3 separate regions of the Anser cygnoides genome follow, and all the other regions are linked to region 2. A link is a contact called in public Hi-C data. All regions are on one chromosome and are shown on one strand. Each heading gives the region's core, a stretch centred on a gene start, on an enhancer-like site or on the middle of the called end of the contact. The rest is flanking DNA. Distances are from core to core; before and after follow the strand shown.

Region 1 (3,161 bases), core at 419-2,918, 350 kb before region 2:
TCTCATTTTAGAGGGTAGCCGCTCTGCCTGCCGTGTCTGTCTCCCCTTCTGGGAAGCATGCACAGGGTAGGGCTTTAAATTCAGTGAAAAGCAGGAGAGAAAATTCTGTAAAACTGGGGGAGGGGGGCGCAGGGGGAGAAGGTGGACTGTGTGTATGCGTGTGCATTGGGGTGAGGACAGGCTGCCCGGGTTGAGTGATTCAGAGTCCCCAGATGTGCTGAGCTCTGATTGCCTATACCTAGCACCGATCCCATGCAGGGATCTGACGAACAGACTCCAAAATTATCCCAAGAGGTATATTTAAGTGGCCATCTTCTTTCATACCTTCCCCCAGGCTCTGTCTGCCCACATTTCTGTCCTCTCACTGCTGCCTTTCATGTAAATCCTTCACAGTGGGTGCCACATGGGATCCAGGCATGGAAACAAAGCCTGGAGGGGAGTCTGCTCCAAAGGATGCTGGACCGGGCACCAGACAGGCTGTTCCTCCTGCATCCATGGGCAGCACTTTTTCCAATTTTTCCCCCTCTGTTGTGGTTTTGTGCAATGCTTGGCACTCCAGCGCTCTTTTCTTGACGATGAGCCCTCCATCACCAAAGCTGACGGTTCCCATTGGTAGAGCTGCCCAGAAAGCTGCTTGGCAGTACTTAGTTTCCCTTTGTCCATAGCAAAGATCTCTTCTGTTCAGTGTTTAGCCTCCTCGACCTTTCCACTGCTAGGGGATTGCTGTGTCTTAGCAGGGGCAGTAAGGTGTGTAGGTGGGTTTGGTAACAGGATCAGGTCTATTGTGTGCAAGTTCGTTGCAGCAAGGACAGCATCTGTGTAGTGGTCACAGGGGGCCCTGAAGCTCTGGGGCTCGGGGTCTCCAGCAGGCAGCAGTGGGGCAGGGCAGTTGCAGGGTCCCAGCAGCGGCTGGGGCGGGTCGCAGCACCCGGCCCGTGGGTCCTGAGCTTGGGAACGGGTCGGTGTGAGTGCCGCTGGGCGCGGGCAAGAACGGCTGCACCCCAGCCCGGTCACTTGCCGTGACTGAGCGGGAGCGAGTGCCCGGGATCTGCTGGCGCGGGGGTTCTCCCCGGCCAAAGGCTCACAAAGAGGCTTTAGCAGCCCCGCCGGGTGCCGAGCCCCCTTCCCCGGGCTCGGGCCTCCGAGGCGGACCCGGGGCTCCGGGCGGACCCGGGCCAGGCGCTGCCCCGCCGCGGACGGGGCTCGGGGCGCCCTTCTCCCCGCCTCCCTCCCTGCCTCCCTCCCCCCCGGCCGGGGCTTCAGCCCCCAGCACGGCTCCGCGCCGAAGCTCGAGCCCAGGCCGGGCTCTCCCGGGGGGCAGCCGCCGCCCCGCCGCCCCCCGCCGCCCCCTCCCGGTGCCGGGGGCTTTGTTCCCCGCGGCGGGCTCACCTTGGAGATGGCCATGGTGAAGTAGACGAAGAGGCCGGTGGTGGAGGCGATCTGCAGGGCGACGATGGCCATGACGGCCACGCTGCCCCACAGCGGCCCGCACCGCCGCCGCCGCCCCCCGCCCCGGGGGCCGCCGCCGGGGCCGTCCGCCAGCATGCGGGCCTCCGAGCCGCCGCTGTCGGAGCGCCCGTACGGCCCGGCCCGGGGCTGCTGCGGGGCCATGGCCCGGCCGCCGCCGCCGTGCTCCGAGGGGAAGGGAGCGGCGGCGGGGCGGGCCGCGGGGCGGGAGGCGGCGGGGGTGGTCCCGGGACGGGGGGCGGCGGGGGAGCGGGGCCGGGTGCCGGGAGGGGCTGGTCAGAGGGCTCGGCTGGCAGAGGGGCAGGCAGTTTCGGTGCTCTCAGCCGTCTGGCTGCCGATCCCAAAGCATTCCCGGTTGCTCTGAAAGGTTGTTTGGAAAGCAAACAGAAAGCCTGGAGAAAGGCTGCTGCCTGACGACTTCGTGGTCAGGTGAGTCTATGGCCTTTAGTGCTTTTATCTCTGGAATGGAAGTGAGACCTTAAAGAAATACACGAACACTTCGGTCTTCCCAGATCTGCCTTCTCTCCTCTGAGGATGGGACATGGGGAAGCCGTGGACCGGCCCCAGCCCAAACCCGCAGACAGCTGTAGTAGCACCGAGTGGTGTGCTGGGGGCAAATTTATGGCTTAGGGCGAAACAGGACCTGACTGTGAGCGAGAGAGGCTGGACCCCGGTGAAACCCACGATGGAAGAAGCTGCCCCGTGGCCCACCGCCCTCCCAAGTCTTTGCACCACGCAGCCGTTCCTAGGCGGGGACACAGCCTGGTGCTGCAGCAACCGCTGTTCAAAGGGACGTGGCCACGGAGACATGGCCATGGAGCCAGAGCTACGCCGTGCCAGCCCGGCTGTGCTCCCTTCGTGCCCTTCGGGTCCCCACCTCGTGCTGCACGCCGTCCGTGACAGCTGTGAGCCACAGCTCCACGAGGCTGAGCTTTGATCCTTGAGGGTATTAAAAATGTCTGTGATAATTCAGTAATAAAATCAATTCAGGATTTGCCCCTTAAGCTTCAGCTTTCTGGGCTGGATCTTGCAGAGCATGTGTCATCTGAGGAACCTCCCCCACCTCAGAACTGGGGAAGGAAGCTGCTAGGAAGGGACCGCTCGCCAGTGGCTCGCTTTTCTAGCACTCTCACACAATGAATGGCATTTTGTCCTTTAAGAAAAGGACTTGTTCCACTTCTCATCCTGCCTGCCAGAAATGGCACCATCCTGGTTTCAGTTAGGACAGAGTTAATTTTCCTCCTAGTAGCTGGTAGGATGCTATGTTTTGGATCAGGATGAGAAGAGCGCTGATAACATGCTGATGTTTTAATTGTTGCAGAGCAGTGTTTACACCAGGCCAAGGACTTTTCGGCTTCTCGCTCTGTCCTGCCAGCCGGCAGGCTGGGGGTGCAGCAGGAGCTGGGAGGGGACAGACCCAGGACAGCTGACCCAAACGGGCCAAAGGGGTATTCCATACCATCTGGCGTCATGCTAAACAATATATAGGGGTGGCTGGCCGGGGTGGGGGGGGCGGCTGCTCGGGGATAGGCTGGGCATCGGTCAGCGGGTGGTGAGCAATTGCACTGTGCATCACTTGTTTTGTACACATTGTTAGTAGTAACACTATTATCATTATTACTATTATTATTGTTGTTATTATTATTTTCCTGTCTTAATAAACTGTCTTTATCTCAGCTCACAGGCTTCACTTT
Region 2 (3,378 bases), core at 219-2,718:
CTTGAAGATGATGAAGATGAAGGGAGACACTTTGCACAGCAAACGATGCCAAAGCTGGGCTGCCTAGGGAAGAGCAGCAAAGGGAGCAGAGACCTTGGGCAGAAGAGATTTTGCTCCTACCGCTCTCTGCCAACATTTGGGCAGGACTTGAGGGGGAACAACAGCAAATTTGCCAGAAAAATGACAAGAGCAGCACTGGGACGGTGATTAGGAGGGGCACTCTCTCCGTCTCCTTCCTGAGGATGGATGTCAGTGCTCTCGCTCTGGCAGAAGCCTGTGGGACAGACCCAGGCTCCCCCAAGATCTGAAGATGCCTTCTCATTGCTAGCTCCACATCAGCAACGTGAAGGCGCTGCTGCCAGATTTCACGGGCCAAGTTTTAACAAGTCCTGTCTTACTGTTTCTTCTAAGCAGGTGACTTTGGGGCTTTGCTAAGCCACGATTACGCAGAGATGCAGACACGAGGAAACCTTTCTAATCTGCCCCTGTTGTAATCTGAGGGTGTGTAGGTGCTTAAATATTGCAGGGGAAAGTGCAAAGACCACATGAGGACCTAGATAAGGCCACCTGCGCAGGTGTTTCAGCAATGTCAGGGAACACAGAGTGGTTCCCTGCTGCTGCACTGCCGGAGGCACACACGGGAACACGGAGAGTGGCGGGGGACCCATGCCAATGCTGGGTCAGGGCAGACCTGTCAGGGAAAAAAAAAGAGATTGGGTTATTAAAATCATTGGGGGAAAAAAATGTCCCATCGCCACGCGGGACTAAGGGACTCCCCCCCCTTTTACAGGGAAAATAATCTCTTTGATAACAGCTGTATAAAAAAAAATACTATCAAGATGATAGTATTGATGCTAGGCTTGTTTTCACAGGTCAGAGGTTGCTCCGGCATCCTCGTGGGGCGTGAACGCCCCAAGTTGGACTAGATGGAGTCGGACTAGGTGATCTAGGAGTTGGACTCGATGATCCTCATGGGTCCCTTCCAACCCGGGGTATTCTGTGAGTCTGTGATTCTACAAGTTACTTCCACAAACGCTGACGCTTTGGCTTCGCAGTCATAAAAGGTTTTCACAACAGCCAAATCCCCTCAGCCCCCTGGAGCTCTGCGGGGAAATGCGACCCCCGGGGCGGCGGGGGGCTGCGACGGGTCGGGGCGCTGCATTCAGGCACGCCTTGTTTGTTTGTTCCCCGCACCATCAGCTCCCGCGGCGCTCGCCCCGAGGCCGGAGGCGATGACCCCAAAGGCCAAGCTCCTGAGGGCCGCCTCGGGGCTCTCTCAGCGCGGCCACCTCACCACCGCTTCCCCGGGACCACCCCAACCCCCGGCGGCCATTTTGCCGCGGCGCTGCGAGCCCGGCGCCCTACGCTGGTTGCGCGCCCTACGCCGCCTGCGCAGCGCCGCGCGCCGTTACCACGGCAACCGCGCCCTCCTTCCGCGGCGGCGCCGCCGACGTCACTGCCCCGCCCGCCCCCGGCCGCACTAGGAGCACTAGGAGCACTAGGAGCACTAGGAGCACTAGGAGCACTAGGGGCACTAGGGGCACTAGGAGCACTGGTAGCACTAGGGGCGCCGGGAGCGGCCATGGCGCTGTCGCGCGCGGAGCGGTGCCTGGCGCTGCTGCTGCGGCTGCTGTCCCGCGCCTGCCTGGCGCTGCTGGGGCTGGCGGCCCCCGCGACGCCCCGCGCCGTGCCCCCACCGCGCCGCTCGCTGCTGCTGCTGCCCGCCCGGCAGCTGGCGAAGCGGCTCCGGCAGCGGCAGGTGGGCACCCAGGGGTGCTGGGGGGAGGGGGCGTAGGGTGTGTGGGGGGCACCCTCGTCGCTGAGCACCTTCCTCCTCCTCCCCAGGTGACGTGCGTGGAGGTGGTGGAGGCCTACATCGAGAGGATTAGGGAGGTGAATCCGCTGATCAACGCCGTCGTCAAGGACAGGTAGCGCGGGGGCTACCTTATCCCCCTTATCCGCCCCCATGCTTCGCAGCAGCACCGGAGCTGCCTCTCCCCTGGGTTCTGCGCAGGTTTGAGGAGGCCCTGCAAGAAGCCCGGCAGGTGGACAAGCTGCTGGCAGAGAGCCCCGGCGAGGACTACCTGGAGGAGAAGTTCCCCTTCCTGGGGGTCCCCATCACCGTCAAGGAGGCCTTCTCGTTGCACGGTGGGTTCGCCCCCGTGCCTCTTGCAGCAGGAGCGAGGCGGTGGCATGCAGCACCTTGGGTGGCGGGTGGCCGCTACAAGGAGCTCAGGGGGAAGCGGCGTCCCTCTCCCCGCCTGCCTCCCCTTTGATGACCCTTGCCTTGCAGGGATGCCCAACACCTCCGGCCTGGTCAACCGCCGCAACGTCATCGCCACCTCCGATGCCACCGTCGTGTCACGGCTGAAGCAAGCTGGCGCCATCCCGCTGGGGGTGACCAACTGCAGCGAGCTGTGCATGTGGTACGAGTCCAGCAACAGGGTCTATGGCCGGACCAACAACCCCTATGACCTGCAGAGGATCGTGGGGGGCAGCTCAGGTGAGCACGCTGCTCTGGGAGGAAAGGGTCAAAATGCAAAAAGGAAATTGCTCCCACTGCACGCTGCTTTAACTTGCTGCTGGGCTCCTGCAGAGCTTGCAGGCATTGTCCGGGGCAGTGCAGGAGGTGATTTGTAGGCGCAACGTCTTCACACCTCCTGGGTGTCACACTTGGCACTGCTTTATCTTGCTGTGGGTACAAAGAGCAGTGCAGATGTGGCATTTAAGCAAAAATCCCCTTGGCCTGTTTTCCCAGACATTGCAAAAGTGGCTCCCACCCTGCGTGCACACAAAGGGAAGTGCCTACTGCAGGATGCTTCTGCTTGTTCTGCACTATAAACCACCGTTCTTGCTTTATTTTCTCCTGTGCAGGTGGGGAGGGCGGTGTCCTTGCAGCCGCCTGCTCGGTGATAGGTGTGGGCTCCGACATCGGCGGCAGCATCCGGATGCCAGCTTTCTTCAACGGCGTCTTTGGCCATAAACCCACCACAGGTGAACCTCTGCAGGTGAAATGCACAGAGGAGGAGGGCTGTGGGAGGAAGCTCCTCTGCTTGCCTCCAGTGGGTTTTTCCACTGTGGGGCTGCCACGCACTGACAAGCAAATTCTTGCACGGGGCAAGCCCACTGCGTGAGCGCCGCAATGAGAAACCATCTGATGGCAGGATGTCAAGTGCATGGGAGGCGGGAGGTGTCTTGTGACAGGTATTGCATCCCCAGCGTGGGATGTTTTTCCAGCACTGGTATATGCTGCTTGGGTGTTTCCCTGACAGCAAGGACACAGGGCGCTTTCAGGTGGCGTCAGGGGTGGTTTTTAGCCTGGCAGAGTGCTTGGCTGTGCCAGCCAGCTGCTTTTCCCCCTTGTGCACATTGCCCTGG
Region 3 (3,350 bases), core at 696-3,195, 270 kb before region 2:
CATCAGAACCCGTGTCCACCAGTGGCCCCGCTGCCCCAGCTCTCAGGGTGCCGCAGCCCTGGCACCGACGGCAGCACCGCCGTGGCTACTCACAGGCGGTCTCCTCCAGCCCCGAGAGCAGCACGGCCGTGGGCCTCCGGGTGTGCTCCGCCATCTGCTGCCGGATCCCGGCCACCTTCTCCTGCCAGCTGCTCCCTGGGAGGGGGGAGAGCCAGCGGCTCAGCTTGGACCCCCCACCCCGAGGCCAGGGGGTTTGGGTGGGGGCAGGCGTACCTGTGAACTCTGCCGGGAGGCTGTAGATCTCGCTGGAGGCCGGAGGGGGTCTCTGGTCCCCCCACACTTGGTCCACGAGGTTGGTCTCCATGGGCAGCAAGGCCCTGCCGGAGCCCTGTAGAGCCTGGCTGTAGCTGTTCCAGGTGTCTGAAGGGGAAAAGCAGCCCATGGGGGGGGGACATGCAGCAAAGACCTCCCTCACCACACCCAGGGGCCACTCGTGCACCCCATCAAGCAGGGCCCCCCCCGTGCCGACCAACCGTACCGATGGAGAAGAGGAAGGGGTCCAGGCTGACATTGCCCCCTGCAGGAACCGACTCCAGGATCCACTGCCCAATGTACTGGATCCATGCTGCAAGAGAGAGAGGCAGGTGGCGGGGGCCCAGGAGCGGGGACCCCCCCAGCCCCCCCGCCCTGCCCGCACTGACTTGTCCTCTGCAGCTCCCAGTTGCAGTCCAGCTGCCGCTCTGCCTGTGTCCAGTAGCGGCTGTCGGTCCACAGGGCCGCCCTATCCTGTGTCACCACGACGGTGCCTGGGGTGGCAGCGGGGACTCAGGCATCGCCTCTCCCCCTGCCAGGCTCCCCCAGGTCCTGCAGATGCCCCCGGGGACCCCCCAGGGTGGGAAGCCCAGCGGCCGCGGGCAGGTCCCCGCGGTGGCGAGGATGCTCTCACCCGCAGAGCCGGTGAAGCCGGTCAGCCAGCCCAGACGGGAATCCCGCTCGGCGATGTACTCGCTCTGGAGACGAGGATGGAGCCATGAGAAGCGGCTGGGGGTGCTGTCCCGCAGCCTGGGGCACGGGGGGGCTGCCCCCTTACCATGTGGGCGTCCGTGGAGGGCACGATGTAGGCGTGGGTGCTGTGGGCGCGCATGGCATCCCGCAGAGCGGCGAGCCGCGCCGTGGTGTTGGTGGCCGTGGGGGGCAGGTACTGGTGGCACAAGGAGGGAGACAAGGGTTTGGGGGGGGGGGGAGCCCTGCATGGGGCTCCCCGGGGGGGGGGGGGGGGGGGGGGGGCGCCGTGCACAGCAGGGGGGACTCACCGGTGGGTTCACAGAGCAGTCCCGAATGTCGGTCCTGGGGGATGCGGCCTGCTGCGAGCGTCCTGGGGTGCAGGCTGGGGTGCAGGGGGAGGCCAGAGCCTCAGCAGGGGCTCCAGCTCCTGGTCAGCCCCAGGCAGAGGCACATGCCCCTGGCATGCCTTGGGGAAGGGACCCCTGGGCACAGCGGGATGTCCACGAAGGGCAAGGTGGGATGGCCACGATGGGCACAGCAGGATGGTCACAAGGCACAGGTGAGGCATTGGGGAGCAGGCAGGAGCCAGCCCCGTGCTGAGCATCCCTGGGGCTGGGACCTGTCTGGGAGCCAGGGGTGTGCCCTGGGGCTGGAGCAGCAGAACAGCCCCCCAAGGGAAAACCCACCCATGCTTCACCCCCACCAGGCAAGCAAAACACTGAGGTGCACCATGCTGGGGCTGGATGGGAGTCCCTGGATCTGGTCCCCGCCCCCGCCCAGCCCTGCCACGGGGACGTCTCCCACATACCCTGGAGAAGGAGCAGCCAGGCTGCGATCCACCGGGAGGGCTGCATGGCTGCTCGGCAGTCCCCGAGCTGCTGGCAGAGGAAGGGACGTTTCGGCAGTGCCGGGGGTGACAGGTCCCTCCTCCTGCGCCTTTGCCCCAGGGGCGGAGGGATGCTGGATGACAGAGCCAAGGCCCCCGAGCAAATATGGGGGGGTCGTTGCCCTATTCACTGAGTGCTTCTCCCTTCTAGATAACCAGATAACAGTAAACAGCCAAATGCGCACAAAGTCCAAAGATCCTCCTGGAAGCAGAGGCGGAGCTGTGCCAGCTCAGCCTGGCAGGTCCCAGCTGCCCGGGGTGCTAACCTAGCACGAAGAGCTCTGTGGGGTGCCGTGTCCCCTGTGCCCCCGGGAAACCCCTTGTCCAGAAATACCCCCTGGGGGAGAGGCTGTCCCGTGGAGCGGGGTTGCGGGCATGGCACCGTCCTCGCCCGGCTCAGCGAAACGTCAGCGCTCGTCGGGTTGCGCCGAGATGGGGATGCGGTGAGGGCATCCAGGGTGCTGTGCTATGGCAAAGGGGCTGGGGGGCTGAGCTGAGCTCCTGAAACTCTCCCCAGTATGTGCGTAAGAGTTTCTGGGCAAGCAGAAATATGTGCAGGGCCTTGAGTGTAAGCACATAATGCCTTCAGCACTAGTGAGAGTGCGCGGTCTGGCTAATGGAGTAACAAGAATAATAAATTCAGCTCCCATTAGTGTGCCGGGTTTGAAACGCTGGCCAAGGAGACAAAAGGAATATTTTAGCATCCTGACAAGATAGGAGGCACATTTGGCAGCAGCGTACGGAGGGAGGGAGCGTGCTGGAGGTGAGCAGGTTGGGCTACCCCATGCAGGCAGGACACCAAACCATGCGCACGGCCTGGGGACCAGCGCCTGCACCCGAGGGCGGTGCCGGCTGGGCTGTGCCCTTCGTCCCTCCGAGCCTGTGTGCTCGGGACCGCCGTGGTCTCCACCTTGCAAAAAGAGCTGATGCGAGGCATAACGAGCCTCGAGCCCGGGGCCTGCCACGTTTATGGCGCACGTATTTCCTCCGGCTGGTTTTATGACCGCTCCGCCGCTGCCGAAGAGAAAGCCCGGCTGCAGCGGTGCCCATCCGAGGGTGGTGGGGGGAGATGTGCAGTGCCAGCCCCCTCCAGTGCCGTGGCAGCAGGACCTCGTGCTGCAGGATGCAAGCTGCTGGAAGTCCGGTAGGTCCTACGGTAAACAAACTGATGCTTTACAAGCAAACCTCCCTGAGAAGACACCAGCTGGGCAGCGGGCTCGGCGTCCCTGCGGGCCCCGTGCGATGGGCAGGGGGGGCTCTGCCGGCTGGCCCCTGTCCCGGGGCACCTCCCACGCGAGTTCTTGCCCCCTGCCCCGGCCCCCCCCCCCCGTGCCACCCCCCGCAGCAGGCAGGGATGCTGCGCCCCCGGCCGTGCCGCTGGGGTGCTGCCGGCCACGAGGTGGCACCACGACCCCGCCGCGGGGCCCCGTGTCCCCGTGTCCCCTGCCCCAGCCCCTGC

The links. A called contact is a pair of places that touch in the nucleus more often than the background predicts.
Region 1: a contact with region 2 is called in a Hi-C map of liver, with 5 times the contacts expected there. The contact joins the promoter of LOC106037642 here to the promoter of FAAH2 in region 2. A contact is called at or near these places in 2 of 7 Hi-C or Micro-C datasets (both in liver).
Region 3: a contact with region 2 is called in a Hi-C map of liver, with 2.3 times the contacts expected there. The contact joins the promoter of XPNPEP2 here to the promoter of FAAH2 in region 2. A contact is called at or near these places in 2 of 7 Hi-C or Micro-C datasets (both in liver).

What each region holds. Positions count from the first base shown.
Region 1 is chr13:6,944,946-6,948,106 of Taihu_goose_T2T_genome, reverse strand. LOC106037642 (tumor necrosis factor ligand superfamily member 10-like) reads right to left here and starts at 1,668. Exons shown (of 5, transcript XM_067005111.1): 1 at 1,390-1,668. The coding sequence starts at 1,611. It overlaps LOC136791870 (a long non-coding RNA gene), which reads left to right and starts at 1,650. Exons shown (of 2, transcript XR_010834817.1): 1 at 1,650-1,896; 2 at 1,980-2,483.
Region 2 is chr13:6,598,426-6,601,803 of Taihu_goose_T2T_genome, reverse strand. It overlaps FAAH2 (fatty acid amide hydrolase 2), which reads left to right and starts at 1,468. Exons shown (of 11, transcript XM_048078718.2): 1 at 1,468-1,759; 2 at 1,846-1,928; 3 at 2,015-2,148; 4 at 2,294-2,503; 5 at 2,875-2,994. The coding sequence starts at 1,583.
Region 3 is chr13:6,866,527-6,869,876 of Taihu_goose_T2T_genome, reverse strand. It overlaps XPNPEP2 (X-prolyl aminopeptidase 2), which reads right to left and starts at 1,945. Exons shown (of 21, transcript XM_048079002.2): 1 at 1,814-1,945; 2 at 1,314-1,387; 3 at 1,091-1,201; 4 at 947-1,010; 5 at 702-806; 6 at 539-625; 7 at 274-420; 8 at 94-195. The coding sequence starts at 1,859.